2 separate regions of the Mus musculus genome follow, and region 1 is linked to region 2. A link is a contact called in public Hi-C data. All regions are on one chromosome and are shown on one strand. Each heading gives the region's core, a stretch centred on a gene start, on an enhancer-like site or on the middle of the called end of the contact. The rest is flanking DNA. Distances are from core to core; before and after follow the strand shown. Region 1 has its middle 63 kb from the start of Gm46937. Region 2 overlaps Clnk (cytokine-dependent hematopoietic cell linker).

What was found. Hi-C and Micro-C count contacts between places; a contact is called where the count stands out from the background.
Region 1: a Hi-C map of olfactory sensory neurons shows a contact between it and region 2, with 3 times the contacts expected there. The contact joins two enhancer-like sites. A contact is called at or near these places in 8 of 484 Hi-C or Micro-C datasets (the Ba/F3 cell line, cerebral cortex, embryonic stem cells and 4 more).

What each region holds. Positions count from the first base shown.
Region 1 is chr5:39,142,492-39,148,064 of GRCm38.p6, forward strand. No RefSeq gene overlaps it. Among named protein-coding and RNA genes, the nearest start is that of Gm46937, 63 kb to the left of the region's middle. Within about 2 kb of position 1,375, at least 18 of the 459 cell types and tissues checked have an H3K27ac peak or open chromatin away from gene starts, as enhancers often do. A contact at or near this core is called in olfactory sensory neurons, where this site is marked.
Region 2 is chr5:38,786,234-38,791,690 of GRCm38.p6, forward strand. All of the region lies in intron 3 of Clnk (cytokine-dependent hematopoietic cell linker), which reads right to left. Among named protein-coding and RNA genes, the nearest start is that of Clnk, 88 kb to the right of the region's middle. Within about 2 kb of position 2,133, at least 27 of the 459 cell types and tissues checked have an H3K27ac peak or open chromatin away from gene starts, as enhancers often do. A contact at or near this core is called in olfactory sensory neurons, where this site is marked.

The DNA.
Region 1 (5,573 bases), core at 125-2,624, 360 kb after region 2:
GAGCTTGGTTACTGAATCATGTTTCAGCTGCAGCCTTAGGATTATTCAGAGCAAAGCTACAGCTCTCTCAGTGTTCTATTTAAAATATCAGGAGAATTTAAGTATTAAAATTTATGCAAATCTAAGTGGTTTTAGTAGGACTATAACAGTTTTAATGTATTTTTTAGTGGAATCATGAAAGCTAAGACACAGAGGAAGCCAAGGACAGAGGGAAAGTTGGCAAAGCTCCTACTATGTGCAGGTGTACCTAGTAGGTGCACCTTGGTTTTGGTATATTTTAACTCAGACCTCAGAGAAAGCTCCAATCGTCATCACAATAACTTAAATGAAAGCTCATAATGGTTAGTGGAGTTTTTAAAAGCACACCCCCAAATAAGAGTCTTTGCAGAGATGTCAGCCAAGGTCCTCTGACAGGTCCTGTGTCATCCTCACAGTCAAGGGTTGCCTCCTGGAGCACTGCACACAAGGTGCTGAATGAAGGCCGAGTTTCAGTCCTTTAGCTGTGGTTCAAAGCAATGGTTGCAAAGTACTGGGAGAAGTAGAAGTAGGGCCCGTGCACTGTGCAGTGTGCAGGCTGCTGCATGGGTAGCTTCATAGGCTGTGTGTATGTGCTAAGTCTTAGCAATTCTCCTGAGTGTAACATGATTGCTTTCCCTATTGCTAGTACCAGCCCCTGAATTTCTGACCCGTAGGACTGAGTACTTAGAGGTTCTGTCTGATCACATGAAGCATCCCACAGGCTTTTGGGAAACAGTCTTTTTATTTTATTTATTAAAATAGATCACATCATTGTAAAAGGAGCACTGGGCCTGGGAGATGGCTTTAGGGGGTCTAGGTGCTTGCTGACAGCCTGAGGCCTGAGTTCAGTTTCTGGGATCTATGTGGTGAGTAACTACAAGTTGCCCTTTTACTTCTGTGTATGCCTACTTCATATACATTATAAAGAAAGGTAGTTTAAAAATTAAAATAAGCACAAAGCTAAGCATCTAATTTGGCACCAATTTCATGTTGCTAAAATAATATAGTATATATATGTGTGTGTGTGTTTATGGATATATATATGTATATATAAATGCATTTTTCTTTCAATTCTTGTATAAAAACATAGATCTCAATGAAAAAAAAAAGAGCACTGATAGTAAATTTCTAACACTCTGTGACCCTTCTTATATGGAACATCAATGATCAATTAGTGCTCCCTCAGTATCCTGCAAAGGAGAAGACACATTGGCCCATATTTCATACCCAAGGAATAAATGTCCAGGAAAGCTAAAGAGCTTGCCGACTGTAACTAACCTCTGCTGACATCATTACAACCAGGCACACGTCCAAATACTTCACATGTCAGCTTACTGTATCCTCCTGAGGCCAGAGCCTGGCTAATGTCAGCTTTCCAAACCAACTTCCACACCCCTTCTTCCCTTGTTGGAACCCTCCATGGTGCTGGCTTGTCCTTGCAAGACGGAAATGTTGTTTTCCGTGGAATTACATATTTTGTGGGCAGCTTTTGTCTTTACATACATCTAAAGGATGCACAACACAGCCAATAATTGCACGGTTCTTTTCAGTTTACAGATCAACTTTGTTAAAGGCATCTCATGTTTTCATTTTCTTTACAATAACCCTGAGAGATAATTACCACTGTGCTTAAAATATACCAACTAAAGCAAGCAAAAGGACCAGTCCCCCAGGCTGAGCAAAGCATCTCTCGAAAGCTTATAAGCCTGCAGAAGTAGCCCACCACTTCTCTGTGTTCTTGTTGCGGCCTCTCCTCGTCCACCTCTCTGAAAGATCAGTGGTTCACGGTGATTCTGTTCTCTATACCGATGTCCAACGGCTGATTCAGCCTGAGAGAAAAGATGCCACGTCAGGCAGAGCTGGTATAGCCTCATACCTAGGTTGCCTCTGTACCTTAGTGCTGCGTGAACAGGCAGCACAGGTCTCCTGAGCCTTGTCGCAGGAGATTAGATTTTATGATGCTCACAATGTCTCTCAGGAGGGTTGTGCTTTACCTCATGTGCAATGAAAGCCTGTTTACAAGGTTCCACCTGGTAGGACATGCCTGGCCATGACTCACCTCTAGGCGTCTCTCTCGGTAGCATGTGTTCAGTTTTCCTTCTCTCTTTTGCCCCATGCTTCAAATATTACAGCACAGATCCTCGGAGAAAGCAAACCCCACACACTAGTGTTCTACAAGGGAATGGTTTACAAGAAGGGTGGGGTGGGGGTTGAGGTCAGACAATATATCACACTCCACTGATTCTCTCTACAGGTTCTCCCCTGTGTCATTGTAATAGTGGAAGAATAGGGCTAAGGGTTCCATTTTATGCTCTCCGTTACTGTGGACTCGGGATAGACAAAAAGTCACATCCATAAACCATGGGCCTTCCAGAATAACTCCTGCTTTTCTTTAATATTCAGATTTTGTCTGTCAACTTCCAGAGCGGCCTTGGTGTGAAGCTCACCGTCAAGGGCATGGGCTAGTTTTCTAGAATAATATCTCTCTGCCTTTAAGACCATGATGATTTATGCATTACCTTTGTCGTGGGGTGTATTCACTGTGATTTTTCTCAATAACCTCTCTAAGGCTAGCATGAATTATCTTCTTAAAGATTTGGTATGCAGTGCAGTTTTATGCACTTCCTTAAGAACTCTGACCCTGTGTAAAACTAATCCCAAATAAATTTTCATTTCTGAACACACTGTTTTGCATATGAAAATTTATCATGGCTGTACAGTTGCTCTTGCGCTAAGCTTTATTTTAGAGGTCGTGTGACCACAGGTGCCGCGAGTGAGTGTGGGAATTGGGTCCTGCGCATGGCAGAGGCTCCAGCAGCTCAGCTCAGCCATGTTTCAGCTCACGTAGTGTGGGCTTTAATTAGTCCAAGTGTTCAGGATCAACTCCTGGGTCACTCACTAACTGCTATTTCACTTTGCACACATCTCAACTTCTCCAAGTCTCATTTTCCTCATCTGTTAAAGGGGACCCAGGTCCAATAATGGCACTCTTCTGATGCATTTTGGTGACAGATTAAATAGAAGTAAATGAGCCAATTTATGGTAAGTGCAGCGCATAATGTCTAGCACAAAGGGATTGCATGAAATCATCATTATTTTTATTAGAGATAGGGTTTATTAAAAGCCGAATTAATCTCAAATAAGCTTGTGAAATGTATCTCTATAAAACCCAGAATTTTCTGTTCTTGCAAAATTTCAAAGACGTCACTGAGATGTAGTGGAAAGAATGTGTGTATTGTGACCAGATGTCCTGCCTCTACATCATGCTCTGTGATTTACCAGAGGCTAAGGTTTCCTGTTATTCTGAGGTCTGTGGGCTTTTGTTCGTAACAATGCATAATCCTGGTAGCTGCTGCCAGTGTTTGTCATGAGGACTGTGTCTGTGGCAACATTCTCCAGGGCTGAGTTTTCAGATGCTTAACTCCTTAAACCACTGCTCAAATTACATTGCAAAGAAGTCCAAGGAATAACAAAGGAAAGGAGTTAACAGCAGAGTGGACTTCCTGAAGCAGGGATGGATAAGAGCCCAGGATACTCTGACCCTACCCTACACCATACTCTCAGTGAAAAATGGTTTCTCTAGAAGGATGAAACTCTCCACACAGAAATGCTCTCTAGGCCATAAGGAATGAGTGTCGGCAAATGCATGTGCTAAATGTCTTTCTGTCTGTGGTTCCCAATATGTCTGCACTACCGTGTTCTTCCTGGATTTGAGAAGATTCCAATGACTAAAGTCATAAGGGAGGTGGAGGTCTGAGGTCAGTCCAAGCAAGCAATATCTGGGCTGGGGACAAGAGAGAACAGAGTGAAGAGAGTGGGGCTGGTCAGGCACTGTGCCGAAGACTTCCCACGTTTGAGTATTTCTACAGGTGAAGTTACAGTTGCTTACCATTTTAGTGAATATCAACTCATTGATAATCAATCCATTTGACAAGGAAAGCAGGGACAATAAAACCAGAGGGTTTCAAATCTGAAGGTGTTTTCAGTACTAATTTATTCCTGAATTGATAGGCTAAGTTCAAGAGAATCAGGAGGCTTTCCAAATTGCCACATGCAGTCAGGTTACTTGGCTCATCTTGAAGGTAGATTGGGAGTTACCTTGCTCAGCTTTTTGTCTGTTTGTTTGTTTTTTGTTATATATATATATATATATATATATATATATATATATATATATATTCTTTTTGTCAACTTGGCACAAGTCAGGGTTTTTGGAAGAAGGACTTGCATCTGAGAAAATGCCTCCATCAGATTGTCTGTAGGCAAACCTGAAGACCACTGTCTTGATAATTATTGCTATGGGTGGGGAGGTGTCTCACCTGAGTGCACATGGTCCTGAGTTGTGTACACAAGAAGACTAAATAACCCATAAGGTGCAATGAGTAAGCAGTGTTGCTCCATGGCTTTTGCTTCAGTAGTTACCTCTAGATTTCCACCTTCAGTTCTAGCCCTGACTTTCCTCAGTGATGGAGTATGACCTTGGAGTTGTAAGCTGAAATAAACCCTCTTCCCTCCAAGCTTCTTTTGATGACAGGACTTTATTTTAGTAATAGAAGTCTTAACTAAGACAGAGACAGCAGTCAGACAAATTCAATTGTTCTTAAGATGGCTATAGAATCTCTCTGGGGAACTTTCATATAGTTTCTATGGATAGTCGTAAAACAAACCATGCAGATGAATATTTTATCAAGTTCTATTTTTTTTTAGTTTGGATTATATGTATTTGTGTACCTATGTATGGATATTTGCACATGAATGCAGGAGTCTGCAGAGGTCAGAAGAGGGCAGTGGATATTCTAGAGTTTCAGTATCAGGCAATTGGGAGCTTTCTGATGTAGTTAGTGGGAATTGAACTTGGGTCCTCTATTAAGAGCGGTAAAGTCGCCTAACTTCTGAGCCATCTCTTCAGCTACTTAAGTACTTTTGAAGGAGATGAGAAAATGGAAGGCAGAGGATAGGTAGATAATTAATGTCTTCAAGAAACTGCAATGGACTAGGCATTAGTCTAAGTCCCTTATGCACAATGCTTCATTTAGTTCCCACTATTAAGCCCTCTTTACATCATAATAGAGGATATTTTGGAGTTGAGAAATCAGCCATCTTAGAGATGCTCAGATACTCAGAGCCCAGGCAGCTCAGCTGAGATAGAGCCTCAATGAAGAATTATAACACAAAGATACTGTTGGACTCTTCTCCTCTCCCCCTTCTCCTTTCACCTCCCCTTCCTCTTCCCCTTTCTTCTCCTCTCCTCCTCCTGACCTCCTCTTCCTGACCTCTTTCTCCCCCTCTTCTTTCATCTTCTTTACAGAACATCTCATTAATTTTGAAAGCTATTTTACATTATTTTAACTATTTATAAGGTTTTGTGTCTGTATGTATGTATATATAGATTAGTACTTCTGCAGGGCAAAGGTGTTGGGTTAGCCTGAAACTACAGTCATAGGGAATTATGAATCACCCAGTATGGGTCATGAGAACTGAACTCATGTTCTCTAGAAGCAAGTGTCTAACTACTGAGCCATCTCTCTAGTCTACAAGGGTGTTTCTTTTTGAGG
Region 2 (5,457 bases), core at 883-3,382:
ACTGCTGCTTCCGTGAGCTGACTTGTTTGCGCCTTTAATAACCGCTGGCCCTCTCTGCACACCTTTCCTCCGAGGCGCTCTAAGTGCGTCACAGCTGCAATTAATTGAGCATCGCAACACACATTGCGTGTAAATATTTATGAGGCCTATCTGTGGCTGGGATGTTGGGCACACAATAGTTAAGCAATGAAGCATTAGTAACCAGGAAACGGGAGCTTAGGAGTCCAGATGCTGCCTGTTCGGATACTGCCCCTTTCCTAACTTCATCTTCCAAATGACCTTGGGGAGCCGATGCCCTCCCAAACAAGCAACAGGGCACAGGGATGCACAAATAGCCCAATCCAGGCAGTCGCCGAGAGGCAAGGAAATTGCTTTAAGCTCTGCTGCTACTCCAGCCTGGCTGTCTCCCTACCCAAGCCTGTGGGATGTGCTGAGTCTCACGGGGGAGCCACGATGCATCTGCAGCCCAGAGCCCTGTGGTTAGCAGTTGGTGCCCTTTCAAGTACGCTGAGCTTCAGCAGAAACGAACAGTAAATTACCTAGTGGGACGAAAACTCTGTATGTGGAGCCTGCTAACACACTCCTGTCCACCCTAGATACATGACCTCTCCCCGCACCCCCACCGGAGATCATGGCGTCCAGATATGTAACTTATGACATGTGCAATATAGAAGGAGTTTCTACGACCGTGGCCAGTGAGTTCATTAGGAATGGAGCAAATATCCAAGGGACTGACTCCAGGCTGGGATTCTAAAGTGGGCCAGATGTAGGTAAGAACTTCTGTGCCAAAGGCAAAGTCTTCTGCAGGAACCAGGGAGGACTCTCAACACCCACTGCCTTCTGCCTTTGGCCTCCCCAGGATCTTAGAATGGAATGCTAGGCAGGAGAGTTGAGACCTGAGCCACGGTAGTGTTCTTTCTCTCCCTGGACTCTGGGATGAGGCCTTTTGGTACACAAGTGAACAAAAGATGACAAAAAAACATTGCTCATCTGTCTACCTGTCTGCCTGTCTGCCTGGGCACTGAGCAATCTTTTCAGCACAGGTTAGCACACTTACACTTATCTTCTCAATTTCTCTTTTCCCTCGAATGCATTTTTTTTAAGTTTAGATTTATGGATTGATCATTTAATAGATTTTTTTTGAGACAAGTTCTCTCTATGGTCCAGTTGGCCTTGCTTTGAACTCCCCATCTCCTGTTTCAGCCCCCCAAGTGCTGGGACTACAGATAGGTAACAGCCCAGTCCCCACTTTTCCTTTTGACTTCCAGAAAGCCATAGGTGTTACTACGCAGGTGCTGTGAAGAGCCTAGTGCTATCCAGCACTGCTGTTCTGATGACAGAGAAAGGAAGGGTGGCTGCCCGGGGGCAGGAGGAGGGTGGAGCATTTAAGGGTACAGTGTTTTGGTTTTTACAAGAAAATAGGTCTTAGGGGTAAGGTTTAGTAGCTGCAGCATGTGCATAATTAACAGAGCTGTGTGCACAGCTCGAATGTTTGAGAGCTGATCTCATGTTATGGGTTTTTATGTCATACCAAGTAATAGTTACACACAGAGATGGGAGAACATGTTTGGAGGCAGTAGATACCGGTTTCTGCCATAGGTTTTAAGCCAATGAGATCTCTTCCACTCAGCAGATGTAACTAAAACTTAACCCGCCTAGAGTGGCACAACAAACTACTGCCAGAGTCAGGTTTCCACCCCGAGTTTCATGTTATTCCCAAGCCTAGAGCAGCGACACAGCTTGCAGAAGGGCTGTGCATCTGGAAGCATCCTCCCCATTGCCAAGGCTGTCTGAAAGTGGCTGATCTGCTTCACTCTGGGTGGGGCTCCACAAGATAGTCGGGTATTCATATGTCATGTCCTCGGGGGATTCTGCACCCTAGTGGCTCTCTGTGCGTCAATGCAAGCATGTGAATTAGCAGAGGAAGTCTCAGCAAAACAGGGAAGGGGGCCGTTATTCCAGCTGAGCCTGATGCTATGATCCAGAGAGCTGGAAAAATGGGTTGGGGGTGGGGAGGCTGGCACTGTTGCCGGAGATAGAAGAAGAAGGAGGCTGGGCATTGTGGGTCTGTCTGGATGGAGTGTGGACATCATCCTGACACTAGCAGCTGCCGAGCTCTCTGGAAAGGCTCCCGTGTTAATGCTCTTTGCAGCCTGACAGCCGACGGTGACGAATGAAAGACGCTGCTAGCTGACTTTGTGGGGATTTGATATGCTCTGCCTGGGCTCCAGCGAGGGCAGCATGTTAGCAAGCTGCCCCTTGCCAGGGAATCACAAGATGTATTCTGGCTTCCTTTTGTCAACAGCATCAACAACATAACCATGTGCAAATGGACCACAGCTGGAAAGAGCACAAGACTGGCAGCATCCTCTGCCCTCATTCTCCAGCTATAGACTCCCCTTCACATCTGGGCCTGAAGGAAGCAGGTTTTTCCTTCCTCTGCACTTCCTGCGTGTGTGGCAGGTGTCATCACGGTGGCAGGCAACTTTGAAAACTATAGGATGATCAAGATTTGATCCTCACACGTCTGTGGTTTTCTGATATGAAAGCTTATTACAAATCAATTTTAAATCTGGAATTATTTTTAATTTTTAATTCTTTTAAATAATTGAATGCATTTAATGAGCTTTAATTTTTAAAGAATACTAAAACAAACACTCCCCTCCCCCACTTCTCCTGCAGCCTGGCGCACTGGATGTGAGGATACAGTGTACTCCTATCCATGGGAACACGGGTGTGCTCTCTGGGTCCCGTAGAGATGGGGCTGAGCCATGTCTCCAGGGTTGAACTCCTGGAGTAGAGACTAATAACTCATTGCTCCCTGGAATTTGGTAGCAAACCCTGAGGGAAGTGATTCATGTGATCTTACATCACCAGCCTTTTTTCATCACCCAAGCTTCCAAGCGCTACTGGTTCTAAGTCTACATCTTATTTAACCTCTCTTCGCAAAATTGGAAGGTTACTCTGGAATAAGATTCTGTAGCTTTTGAAAGACAGCTGATGTGGTTAGAAAGTACTAAACTCATTTTAAATATAAAGAGAAGTGAAAGAGAACACAATTTCTGAGTTCAGTCCTCCCCCCCTCCCCTTAATTTGAATGTCTGCATTGGGACGCACACAGACTGTCCTGAGGAACAGTGTCTTTGTCTCCACCCTCGGACTCTCATAGAACACTTGTGCCAGATGGTGAATTAGAGATGTTAGCAACTCCTTCAATTTGCAGGTGGGTGACGAGACGATTGATTCCCTCTGGAGCCAAAGGTGCTCCACACCCAGACTGGTGAACCCTGTTTAGAGGAGGAAGTTCTCACTGGAGAACTACGGGCCTAAGGTTTGGATACACACGGAATAGTCAGAGGGTGGAGAACCTGGAGGACTCAGCGGGCTGGTGTGACTGGAGGTGTACAGTGGAAAGTTTGGCGTGGCAAAGATGTGCAAAACTGTGTCTCAGTAAGGTAATCTAGGAACACACAGAGTGGTTGGAAATGGGCCAGCTGGGATGTCCAATGGTCTTGGGGGATGGGGGAAGAGCATAACGGTGGGTGCAAGTGCCTTTCTTATTTCTCAAGGGACCACAAAAATCTCCTGTATTTCCTGGATGTACACACCACCCTTGTTTGACTGAATTCAACCATACAACTGGAACAGAGCCCATCTTGAATTCTCAGACTAACTATAGTGGTCCCTAAGAGGAGATGGGCACCTCGTCTGGGGCCTAGAGCTTGGTCTGTAAGTACAGGCATATTGGTGAATGAGCAGGACTGAGTAAATGGGTGAGAGGATGCAAGCCATGCTCACATGCTCATGGGTACGAGGCATCCCATGAAGATGTAGGCTTGGAAATGCTTTGCAGCCACGTCCTATCACAACGAGGCTAATAGACTATCCAAACATAGTAGTAGTCTTCTACACCAATTCCCTCGGAGTGGGGAAGGTCTACATTTTCACAATAGTGGAGACTGGGGAGGGTCCCATGGTCCTTGGAAACTAGTGAAATTTAGTCAAGGTGAAATCGTATCAGCTTTCTATTTGATAAGTGAACAAATGGCCCTGCTGTTTTTTCAAACTTCCATGGTGAGTTTCTAGAATCTTCCTCTTTTGGACATACCAACTATACACATCTGTGGCTATTCTGATACACATATACTCTACACTATTGAAGTCCAGAATGCTTTTATTTGATTAATTCCTGTGAACACTGTTTGGGGAAAATGGCTTGAGAAGTCCTCACATATGGTACCACCCATATCTCCCTGAGCTTTCCCTTACCCCAGTAACCATCTGGATCACCTGTCTTCCAGCTCGTGTGCAACTTCTTGCTCTAGTGATATATCTCCGCAAAGTTAGAAAGCTACATGCGATTATTTACATGCTACTTATATTGATGAACTTCTGAGGACAGACAGCATGTTCTTGAGTGCTACGGTCCTCTTCACATTAGCAGAGAATGCTTCTGACAAAGACTCAAAACTGACGATGGAGCTGGTCACCTGGATGGGTGCTACCGCAGGCAAGTCAGACAGCAGGATGGCTTGTCACACCCATTTTAGCTGGGACACTGCCTCAGTTGTCTGAAGAATTGGAAATCCTCTTCACCTCTTTTTGATCTTCTCTGCTTGGTCTCTGCCTCGCATTCCCAATCCCCTCTTTCCTTGTACCCAGGTTAGAGTTCTCTCTGCCATCCACTCAAATGTATCCAGTATACACTTGACACTGAAAATGGCTCTGGGCACAGTGATGTGTCCAATAACCGGGGTTTTCAGCACTACAACGCTGTCATGACTTGACTTTCACCTTACATTTCCTTGGTCCCTTTCATCGGATGCTTATCCTGGCACCTACTACTAAGAGCTTGTTGTGTGGCTAAGACAAAAGGTGACAGACAACCCAGTGGATGCTTGCATCCTCAGAGAGTGTGTTGGGTCACTTGGAAGCTTACCCTATTTTCTGTACCATGGAGTGGATACAGTAAATGACCCTCACCAGTGCTGTGAAGTCCCAGAGCGGCTGTGTTTGGCAAGGCAAAACCTGAGTCTGGAAGAGCAGCCAGGCAACAGTGCTAGCCAACTCCCGTTCTTACATGTCTCAGGGGCATAGCAGTAGGTGTCCTTGACTACTAAGGCTGAGGACTGCCCTTTCAGGGTATTGAGATGTCACAGCCATCTGCCACTTGTTCCCTGGAGAACAGGTTTGGAGCAGGAAAGGGAAATTGCTTTGTGGAAAGCAAAGACAGAGATCAGAGTGTTGGGTCTGCTACTGACTGGAGTCTGGATTTGGCTAGACCTTCAGTTGACCAAAAGATCCTATTTCCTTGGGTCCCTACAGAGCCAGCTTCTCTTCTGCCATGTACAGGACTTATTGCCTTTCTGTTTTTGCATCCCCAACCCTCCCACCCCAGCACAGATCAAGCATCTTCTTGGCCAGAGCTGTGTTTTGTTCATTCCTTAAGAAGGCCCA